Linked DNA regions of Arachis hypogaea: region 2 is linked to region 1. A link is a contact called in public Hi-C data. All regions are on one chromosome and are shown on one strand. Each heading gives the region's core, a stretch centred on a gene start, on an enhancer-like site or on the middle of the called end of the contact. The rest is flanking DNA. Distances are from core to core; before and after follow the strand shown. Region 1 holds the start of LOC112796371 (protein FAR1-RELATED SEQUENCE 11). Region 2 holds the start of LOC112796375 (COBRA-like protein 7).

Region 1 (5,749 bases), core at 1,674-4,173:
ATGCCCCAACTGAAATGATGCCAGCATATTTTCGAGATAAGCGAATCTGATAAGCACTTTGGGACCTCAAATGCCCAATGAAGATGAAGGTTCTGCTATAGAAAGCTTTGCACGAAGGCCTCCCTGTTAGAAAAAAGTTAAATACAAGGATTCCAAACATAATCAGCACATGCCCACAGTGTGACCAACACGAAAAAACAGTCAACCACTATTTACTTACCTGTATTCATTCAAGACAAGTTTGGAACCTAGCCCAAATTCCAGCAGCTGACCCGAAAGAGAAAGACAACAATAATCTGTTTTGCAAATGGTGGAAGATGATACTTGACAGAACAAATGGTGATAGCCATCGAAGGAAACGAAGAAGCTTGGTAGCGTGCTTGATCTGGAGCATATGGACTAGCTGCAACAAATGGATTTTTGAAGGTAAGGTATTGACACCAGAAGAGATCTGGAAGGTAGCTGAATATTCAATTGATGAATTCTTGTAAAAAATTTCTGGACCCTAATTTCTCGCTTAGCTCTCACTCTTTCTTATTTGAGTTTCAATTATAATTGGGAAGCCATCCCTCTTTTGCCTGTGACTGTCCGATTTTGGACATTTGTATTTCTTTTCTTTATTTGAATGAAATGCATCTATTGCCTTGGAAAAAAAAATTACACATCCAAACATTTTTATATCCAAGTCCAACTAAGAAGGCCCAAATTCAACAAAAATCACTTTCATTACACCAGTGTGTACACACGCGCGTTTCAATAACACTTCTTTGTCTTGGTCTTCGCATTCTTCCTTCTTCTTCGCTTTCCTCCTTTCTCGTCTTCGCATTCTTCTTCTCTCAATCATCATTCTTTTATTGTTGCTATTGTTACTGCATTTTTTCTTTTCCTCCTTTTAATTGAGGTTCATTTAGATTCAGAAATGAATCAAATTTGATACAAATTTGGTGAATAGTTAACAGTAGTATCAAGTGAACCTAACTCAATTCACAAATGAACCAAATTCAATTCAGATTTGAATAAAAAGTGATAAACATTCAATCAGTAAGAAAAGTACATTTCAATTCATTTCTGCATGCAAATGAACTCAATTAAACTAAGAGATGAATCGAATTTCTTAAGAAATAACAGATTTAGTGAATACTTAAAAGTAGTAACTCAATTCACAAATGAACCGAATTCGATTTAGATTTGAACAAACAATTAAAAAATTACTTAAAGAATAAAAGAATAACATTGGGGAAGAAGGAAGAAAAGGAGAAGGAAAAAGAAAAAGAAAAAAAGAAGGAGGCGCGTGATTTGAAAAGTTGTTATAATTTGGTTAGACTTGGTTAAGTATTTTGTTTGGATGTAGAGCTTTATTCTAAGTAAAATACTAACGGTCACCAACGTAACAATTTTTTTTTTAGAGGAGTGCTACACATACAAGTCATTTTTGTTTACATGTCTTACAAGTTAGGCCTAGCACGTGCGTTAAGAAGAAGAAGAAGAAGAAGAAGAAGAAGAAGAAGAAGAAGAAGAAGAAGAAGAAGAAGAAGAAGAAGAAGAAGAAGAAGAAGAAGAGTTGGGCCTAACACATGCGTTACAGAAGAAGCGTGAATATAAATGACTTGTATGATTTGTATAGAAAAGCGTTCTCTCTTTACCTCCGATCTCTTTCTGTTTTTTTCGATTTTCATGGTTTCTGAAATCAAGCTTTGAAATTGTTTTGAAGATGATGGAACTTCAGAAATACACCCGAATGATTACAAAAATACACCCAAACGATTATAGAAATACATCCAAAGGATTACATAAATACACCTAAACAGTTACAGAAATAAACCAAAGGATTACAGAAATACACTCAAAGGATTTAAGAAATACACCCAATATAGGGAGAGATAGTATATTTCTTCTTGAAATCAATACACCCAAAGAATTATAGAAATACACCCAAAGAATTACAAAAATACATCCAAAGAATTTAAGAAATACACCCAAAATTTGTTAAAGTACACCTTATGCATAATTCAGAACTCTTTCTCTTTTTCCTCCTCATCTTCTGCTGCTGCTTCTTCTTCTTCAAAAACGATTTTCAGAGCTTGATGTCAAAAAATAATAGAAACCGAGAATAACGAAGAAAGAAAACAAAGAGAAAAGCACGTAAATGAAGAAGAAGAACAGGAAGAGGAAGAAGAACGTGTAGCAAGAAGAAGAAGAAGGAGAAAGAGAAGGCAAGAAACGTACCTTGAATAATGTTTCTTCGTTTTTTCTGGTGATTTTGATGAAGGAGAAAGAGAAAACGAAAAGAGGAGAAGAAATTTCAATAAAAAAAGAGGGAGAAAGAGAAGAAAAAGAGACACAGAGAAAGAAGAAGAAGAGGAAGAGGAAGTACGGAGAAAGAAAAAGAAGAAAAAGAGGTACAAAAAAAAAACGTGAAACGACGTATTTATAAATGACTTGTATGACTTGTATGGAAAATCACTTGTACGTGGAGAATTACTTTTTTTTTTTAATTCTAGAACATTAATGATTGATAGCTAAAATTTAGGATATTTTGTACCAAAAAAAATCGAAAAAATAAGATATTACAAAAAAAATTTGGTTGTGTTTTTTTAATTAAAAAAAGAATATAACTTAATAATTATATTATTAATATCTATGTCATTCACTCTATTAATTATTTATTTAAATTTAATTGTGGAATAATATTAAATTTATTTAAAATTATTTAAAACAAAAATAAAATATTTAAAATATTAATAATTAAATTAAAAATTAATTTAAATATTAAAGATTAAAATAGTACTTCATTATTTTTATTTTTGTCATTAGAAACAACAGATGTTAAATGTAACAACTTCGGCTAAACCATCGAAATGTTCTTTATTGCAGGCCTAGGATTGTACATATGTAATACATTATCCACAATTCCATGGAGATCAGGAACGATTTTGGTCATCTATTATTGCCTTTTTTCTTTGGACGTTTCTTTTTTTTTTTTATTCGAATTAAAAAATGTTTGCAACTTTTGAAGGCTGAAGTAGTTGAAGAGTGTTACTGTGTTAGGCAGAGGTGTAAGTGGGCACGGGTAAATGGATTAAACCCGACCCGACTACTATGGGTTCTACACCGTTAGGTTTTAGCAAAGTTAGATGCGCAGTGTGCATCCCCGCGGCGCACGATAAGGTTATCGTGCTTGCAAATCATTATCCTTCTCCCTGGGATGCGCTTTACTCCTCCTACTCCCCGCCACTTCAATCTTCATTTACTACTTCGTTCTTTTGTTTTATTTATTAGTTATTAATATTAATTGTTTTAGCGCAAAACATATAGAACCTTTGAGTTTGTTATCGACCGTTGAACTCAGTTTGCTAACCCTTCCTCCTGCTGCCACCCGCCACCGATCCTAACCTGGTTAGATCTCCTAACCATTTTTCATACTCTTTTCAAGATTTTTCATTTTTAGAAAGTTTATTCCTTTTTTGCAATACATCATCATTATTATTATTATTATTGTAATTGTGTGAAATGGGGATGATAATTTTAGCTAAGTGTGACACTTATTTGAGATTCTTGGACAATGAAGTAGAAATGCAAGTGAAGTGACTCTCTTAGAGAGTTCCTATATTGGTATTTGTACCTGTCAAGGTTATGAAACTCTTTGGTTAACTGGATAGCTCTTATTCCCAAATCAAGTTTAGGATTTTAGGATTTAACCCTTATGAGTTAACAAGTTGAGCCTTAGGTGAAGTCTTGAATTTCATGTGCATTGGTATCCATACACCTGTCAAATGTAGATACTGAATTTGATCAGTTTTTAGGGTGTTCTGACATCCAATTGGAAGTGTGCCTTGGCTAAACTAAACTACTGAGGGTGATGTTCCCTTCTACAAGGAATGCAGTCACTTTGCTGACTCTCTTTTGATCGGATACACTTTTTTTAATCCCAAGGAGAGAAAAAAGGGGTTTTGTGCTTTACTTCGATGTTCTTTATGTTGCTTACTTGCTTTTTCAGTTAGAGGGTTTTCACGTGTCTGATGATTCGTTTTTAGGGTGTTTTGGAAGGATAAAAATTGTTGTGTGGGGTGTTGAAATTTAATAGTCTGTTATCATATTTGAGGTGATTTTTTCCTTGTTTCTAGCGTTTCAGGTTTAAACATCTGCAGAAAAAAAAAATCCTTCTATTTATTACAAAAGGACAAAATGTCAGAAGGAACCAGTCTGGTGCTGGAATCGTCCGAGAATTGCACAGATTTGTCTCAGGATGAGATTGGCACGATTGAGGAAACACCAGAGGAAACAATTTTATCAAGACAGACTTCTGTCAACCTTGTTCCTTTTATTGGTCAGAGATTTGTTTCTCAAGAAGCTGCTTATGAATTCTATTGCAGTTTTGCTAAGCAGTGTGGCTTTTCTATTCGGCGACACCGCACTCGAGGGAAGGACGGTGTTGGTCGCGGAGTCACAAGGAGGGATTTTACTTGCCATCGTGGTGGATACCCCCAGGTCAAACCTTCTGATGATGGGAAGATGCAAAGGAACCGCAAATCATCTCGTTGTGGTTGCCAAGCATACTTGCGTATTGTTAAAAAGTCGGATTTTGATGTCCCTGAGTGGCGTGTTACTGGCTTTAGCAATGTCCACAATCACGAGTTGTTAAAATCTAATGAGGTGCGGCTTCTTCCGGCATACTGCACAATATCTCCTGATGACAAGAGCCGCATATGCATGTTTGCTAAAGCAGGGATGTCAGTGAGGCAAATGTTAAGATTGATGGAACTAGAGAAAGGCATCAAAGTCGGTTGCCTTCCTTTTACGGAAATGGATGTGAGAAACCTGTTGCAGTCTTTCAGAAATGTTGAAAGAGACAATGATGCCATTGATCTAATTGCTATGTGCAAGAGATTAAAAGATGAAAATCCAAATTTCAAGTATGAATTCAAGATAGACAGTAATAACAGGCTGGAGCACATTGCATGGTCTTACAGCTCATCTGTTCAATCGTACGAGTCATTTGGAGATGCTGTGGTTTTTGACACCACACACCGAGTAGACGCCTATGACATGCTGTTGGGAATCTGGCTTGGAGTGGACAATCATGGGATGACTTGTTTCTTTGGTTGCACACTTCTACGGGATGAAAATATGCAGTCTTTTTCATGGGCTTTAAAGGTGAGATTATCTCTTGCTAGGAATCGATATCGTGTATTTTATTTATTAATTTTGTGCTGCCTAGGTCAAGCTTAGACTGTTATCCAAGGCTTCAATAATTCTAGCATTTTGCAAGAGAAAAGTGAAGTGGAAAATATTCATGTGTGTGATTCCATAATCCATACCAGGGTAACTTTGGCTTGGGACTAAAATGAAGTGGAAATTTTCAAGGATGAGCTACATGTGTAACTTTACACTAAAACTCATTCCTGAAAATTTCCACACCCTTTTTGAAACATACCTTTATATTTATGATTTTCTTTTCTTTAAAGAAGAATAATGATGAAGACATGCAGTCCATTGACTGATGCCTTTGTGTCTATCTTTATTCCTTGGTTTTCCTTCATGCGATGCTCTTAAGACCTGATTAATTAGTTTATTTTCCTGATTGACATTCATGCAGGCTTTCATGGGCTTCATGAAAGGAAAATCTCCGCAAACAATATTAACTGATCATAACATGTGGCTGAAAGAAGCTATTGCTGTTGAAATGCCAGAAACAAAACATGCCTTTTGTATATGGCATATTCTTTCTAAGTTGTCTGACTGGTTTTCT
Region 2 (5,749 bases), core at 2,332-4,831, 210 kb after region 1:
GCAAGGTTGTGGTCTCTCTGCACATCGAGCTTCACGGAGCTCCTCAATCTCCATTTGACCCGCGACTTTCTCCCCGAATTCCTCCAATGTCTTCGGTTTGGTTACGACTATGGTTTCCTGGAATTTTCCTAGACGGAGGCCACTTTTGAGTGCGTGCAAGTGTACCTCGGGGTTAAGGTCTGGTATCTCCATTGTGGCTGTAGTGAACCGGGTCATATAGTCTTTTAAACTCTCATGTTGTCTCTGCTTGATTGTGTTGAGGTAATCTAACCCATGGACGTATATTCTGGGATTTGCAAAATAGTCAATGAAGGACCTAGCCAGTTCTTCAAAATAAGATATTGAACTTGCAGGGATCTTAGAGAACCAAAGTAAGGTAGGGCCAAAAAGTAGGAAAAAATCGATAGAGTATAGGATCAAAGGCACCGTTAAAAAACATCATGGATTGGAACTTCTTAATGTGCACACAGGGATCTCCAAATCCTTCATATGCTTTGAGCATCGTGGACAACACGAAGTTCTTTGGCATTTGAAATTTGACGATATCCTCGGAAAAGGAGTTGTCTATCGTCAATTTTTTCTTCGGCGGGGTGACCTCCTGGGAGCCTGAGTCTGGAGGACGTACGCCATTTGAGGTAGCACTCTTCAGGTCCTCCGTATTCGACTTCCCATTGTGAGAAGCTTCGAAGAGGTTAGCCATTCTCCTAACCTTAGTCAGAAGGGCAGCATTCTTGGCCATAAGTTCCTCGTTAGTGGGAGGAGGAGTTTGTGGCACGGCATCGTCAGCCATAATCCTGTAAAAGATATCAACGTAAAATATGCGTGGGGATTAATCTTTAAATGTTCGGTCCCATGGTGGGAGCCAAATGTTCTGCTCTGATGAAGGATGTTGCCGACTTGAAGCTTTTACTCAGGATGCTATTATGCTCGGCTTCAAGGATTCATCACTTCTTCACCAGTTGGAACGTCGGAGGGTGGACCTGTACAAAACACTCTGATAATCAAGTCAATGGAATATCAAAAAGGATCAAGATGAAAGCTCAAAAATAACTCTCTCTCTCTCTCTCTCTCTCTCTCTCTCTCTCTCTCTCTCTCTCTCTCTCTCTCTCTATTCTTGTTTCTTGTGTTTTTTCCATCCTGGTCCTAAGCTTATGGTCATCCTCCAATTTATAGATGATGAACATCGTGGTGTTGAGTAACGGTTATCATAATTTCTAGCTTGTGTTGGTTATAGAGATCTTTTTGGAATTTGAAATGATTCCGAGTTTGTTGCGTGCAGATAGGCACTATCCGAGATACTAAGTTGTAACTGGCAAACTGAGGTGGTACTTGGTATAGTCCACTACCATTTTCTTTGAGAATGAAATTCTTTTTGTTCCCAACTGCTTTTAATGCATATGTTTAGTTTTTCTTGATTTTAATCTTCCTATTCCATCTTCTATGACAATTACAAATGACAAGGGTAGGCCATCCAGGGAAGAGATTGAGAAGATTGTGCAGAAAGTAGAAGGAAAACAAGAACAAAGTGGAGACCAAGAATGCGCTCGAGAATTATGCCTATAAGTCTACAACATGAGGAACACTATAAAAAATGAAAAACTGCTTGGTTTTGATCTACATTCTGCGTGTCTCAGAGAAAGTAGAAGAAGAAAAATGACAAGGGAAGAAATTTTAGTTCATATGAATCTATTTTAAGTAGAGGAGATGGGTAAATAAATAAATTTATAAAAGGGGTTGGTTTGGCGAGTTGGTGATGGGTCCAGTAACCGAATATTCGTGATCCTTGACTTGCTTCTCCACATCCTTGTGTTGTCCCTCCATCTGAAACTTTCAATATGCAAAATCAACTGCTATTGATGGTCAAGGACTTAATACTTTCTAATGGTTTGTGGAATCAAACTCTAATTAGAAGCATTTTTTCTGAGGGCACTAGTCAGCGTGTGCTAGCAATAACAATTGGGAGTGGAGAAGATAAAATTTATTCGGTCCTTAATAAAAGTTGTTTGTATGAAGTGAGTATTGGGTACCGTGTGATTTATGAGTTCTCGCATCCTCCCATTGAATTTTGCCTAGAGATTATGAGACAACGAAATTTGGGGCGAGAACTGTGGAAACTGAAAATCCCAGCGAAGATTAAGATTTTTTTCTGGAAGAGCTTTCATGAAAAGCTTCCAATACTACAAAAGCTTCATCATCGTATCCCATCGATTCAACCCATCTACCGAAGATGCTTACAATTCCTAAAAACAATCAATCGTTGCATCTTCCATTGTGAGAAATCAAAGGAGATTTGGTTAAAAATGGGTTTACTAGCTGTTAGAAGGGGCACCGAAGACTCTGATTTCTATGTTGAGTGGAACTTGAGAATGGGAATCTTACATACCAAACTCAGTAGCTCCTCTCAAAGGATGATGATAGTGATTTTGAACCGATCCTTATGAAAAATTAGGAACAGATTCATTTTTGATAATGTATCAACTAGTGTGGTAGAGATATGGCATCGATTTTGAAACTATAGAAAGAGTTTCAACAAATTTTTAATTCTTAATTGATAAATATTTTATTTTATTTTATTTTATTTTATTGGATTATTATATGTTATTTCTATAATTAAGTGTTAGGAGTCTCTTATTTTTTTTACTTATTTTATATATAAATACATATATTTTTTTCGTTTTATGAATAAAATGATCTGATTTTAAAAAAAAAAAAAAAGAAAGAGAAAAAGGAATACTTTAAGATTTCAGAGAGGCAACAAATTTTTTGTACTTAAATTGGAGCCTTGTCTTTGGAGTGTTTCCCATGACACACACTTGTTCTCAGCACCAAGTCAACGTTAAGAATCCGTAAATGCTTCCGAATTCAACAAACCAAAGTCATATCACCCTCTATAAGAATTTAATATTTAAACCTAAAATTTAAAATAATAAGTAAAATCCAATTAATATAATTAGCAACCTACTCTCAAATACCACTTCAACTACGTTAGCTAAGCCAAATGGCCAAACCATCATTGTCCTTGGCCATGTCTATCCAAAACTAATACATACATCATCAACTCCAAATTCATCGTAGCTTAAACCAGTCTTCATGAAAAACGACCAAGACAATTTATTTAGCAAATCTAAAAAAAACAACTGAAGACTAAATAATTAAAATACTATACAATAATAATAATGTTAAGTAATATATATTAAAATTAGTAATTAATATAAAATATATATTAAAAATAAGTTAAACAATATATATATTTATACATAAATATATAATAATTAATTTTTGTGATTAATTTTAGTGTTTACGAAATATTTTTGATATAATAAATATGTCTTTATTTAATTTGCCCCTGTATCAAAATTAAATCTAAAGTATAATATTGGTGGTCTAATTAACTAACAAAACTGAAAACTATACTTTAAACCTTTGAATAGTCATCATTCACTACTAGTATATTCTTACTATACAAGCAAACATACAAGGGATGATGCTCTTTCATTTGAAACACTCCAAGACGGCAAAAACTTTAGGATAAAATTAAAATAAATTAATTATTAAATCTATATGATGTTATATCTTCCAATAAACTAACTCATATTTATAACCCTTCTCACTTTCAAAAACAAACTAATACGTAACCATGGCCATGGCCTTGCATGACCATGTCTTCTTCTACATCTTTGTCATCATCTCCGCCGCGCCATTATCGCTCTCTCAGCCGCAAGCCGCCTCCTCCTGCAACGGAATATTCCTTTCTTACACTTACACGGGCGGCTACCGCCTGCCGCCGAACACGTCCGACACCGCGGACCAGCCATACCGGTTCACGTCGGAGCTGACGGTGCTAAACTACGGCCTAGAGGATCTGAAGTCATGGAAGGTGTTCGTGGGTTTCCGGCACCGGGAGTGGCTGGTTTCCGCGTCGAACGCGGAGCTGGCGGACGGCACAGGGCTCCCTGCTGCCGTCGGAAACGGGACAGTTTTGGAGGGGTCCGAGGTGAGGGACTTGAAGACGGCAGCGGAGACCGCGGGGGACTTAAAACAGATGATGCTAACGGTGGGCATGGTGGGGACGGTGTTTGGGGTGGCGCCACCCAATGTTCCCATGCCTTCCACCATTAGGCTCTCTAATGATGGTTTTATTTGTCGTAAACCCACTTCTCAAGGTAAAATTAAAGGCTTCCTTCCAATCTATAATTATATCAAGACAACTATATTTAAGAATTTTTTATTAGTCAATAAATTATTATATATATAAAATATGATTCGAACATTCAACTTCGATTTTATAGACTACTGATTCTTTCGATTCAAATTGATTATTCTATAATTATATTTAAGAGTTTAATTTTTATTTACGGATATATTTTGTGTGAAACATCATCTAATTACATTGACTTTTTAAATAACCATTTACCATCAATTATAAAAATTAATTATATTTTACTGAATAATATATTAAGTGAGTAACACTGGTCAACTTTTTTTTAAGAAATGTCAGGTGACCAACATGTTTTTCCTAAGTGTTGTATAATCAATCTTTCTTTTGTATATGAAGGCATGATTTTTTTTTTCTTTTTTCTTTTTGGCATTAGTTAGATAATAGATATTATGTGCAATTCAATTGTGTGGGTATGTATTTTACGCTTAGTCTGATAATAAGAGGAAAAAAATCGATACAATAGAAACGTAACTACAAGAGTATATGTATATGTATAAATGTAGGGATTTTAGTTAAGATTGTATTAAAATTATTGAAACTATTCATATTTTTACGTAAACATATTCATGAATGAAAATTTTCAAGACTTCCATCATTTTCTTCTTATTTTCCTTTAAATTTTTTAAGTTGTGTGTTTTTATACAAAGATTAACAAAACTAGATTGGTCGAGTAGTAATCAAAATTTCAAAATTGTCCTTTTTTAATGTCCCTATTTGCGGGGTTCATTAGAATTGTAACCTCGAAAGACGAATTACTAATATATATGTTCTGTGATGAAAATTATTTCTCAATTCAGATGATTCAATGCTTAATTTCCTGATGGAAAATATATAGTCTTAACTTTTTTCTACTTTATGTGTGAATATCATTGATTCATAGGGTAATGTATACTAATACTACATATGATAAAGGAAGCAAATGAAATATTCCTTTTCCTTCTCACCAACCACCAAGTGTTTGCGTTTTTGCCCATGAGAATGCTTACTGCTCTTCTTATGGTTTTTGTCATCAGGTAACAATGAGACACATACATGTTGCACAGTTGATCCCAATTCCAAAACAAACACACCCACAGATGAACAAGAATTCCCACTCCCTCAGAAAGGTGGTGACCTTAGCATAATCTATGATGTCACAAAAACATATGATTCGAATTACTGGGCAGAGGTCACAGTTTCAAACAAAAACTCCATTGGCCGTCTTGACCATTGGAAACTCAGCTGGGAATGGATCAATGATGAGTTCATATACACAATGAAAGGTGCATATCCATCAAATGTTGATTCTTCTGAATGTATCTTTGGTTCACAAGGTGAGTACTACAAGGAACTTGACTTTGCCGATGTGTTGAACTGTGAAAGAAGGCCAACCGTAGTTGATCTCCCTCCATCAAGGTTTGATGCTTCGATGCACAAATATTTCATTGAATCGTTATTTTACTCACACATATGTATCTGCATTAAATGCTATTACTTTAAACTTGTATTGTATGTATTGTCTTTAATGCTTGTACTTGTATTTGTGTAACA

What was found. Hi-C and Micro-C count contacts between places; a contact is called where the count stands out from the background.
Region 2: a Hi-C map of leaf shows a contact between it and region 1, with 2.0 times the contacts expected there. The contact joins the promoter of LOC112796375 here to the promoter of LOC112796371 in region 1. A contact is called at or near these places in 2 of 8 Hi-C or Micro-C datasets (both in leaf).

What each region holds. Positions count from the first base shown.
Region 1 is chr4:14,871,784-14,877,532 of arahy.Tifrunner.gnm2.J5K5, forward strand. It overlaps LOC112796371 (protein FAR1-RELATED SEQUENCE 11), which reads left to right and starts at 2,924. Exons shown (of 4, transcript XM_025838800.3): 1 at 2,924-3,396; 2 at 4,125-5,154; 3 at 5,597-5,749. The coding sequence starts at 4,186.
Region 2 is chr4:15,079,493-15,085,241 of arahy.Tifrunner.gnm2.J5K5, forward strand. LOC112796375 (COBRA-like protein 7) reads left to right here and starts at 3,582. Exons shown (of 3, transcript XM_025838803.3): 1 at 3,582-4,163; 2 at 5,233-5,614. The coding sequence starts at 3,638.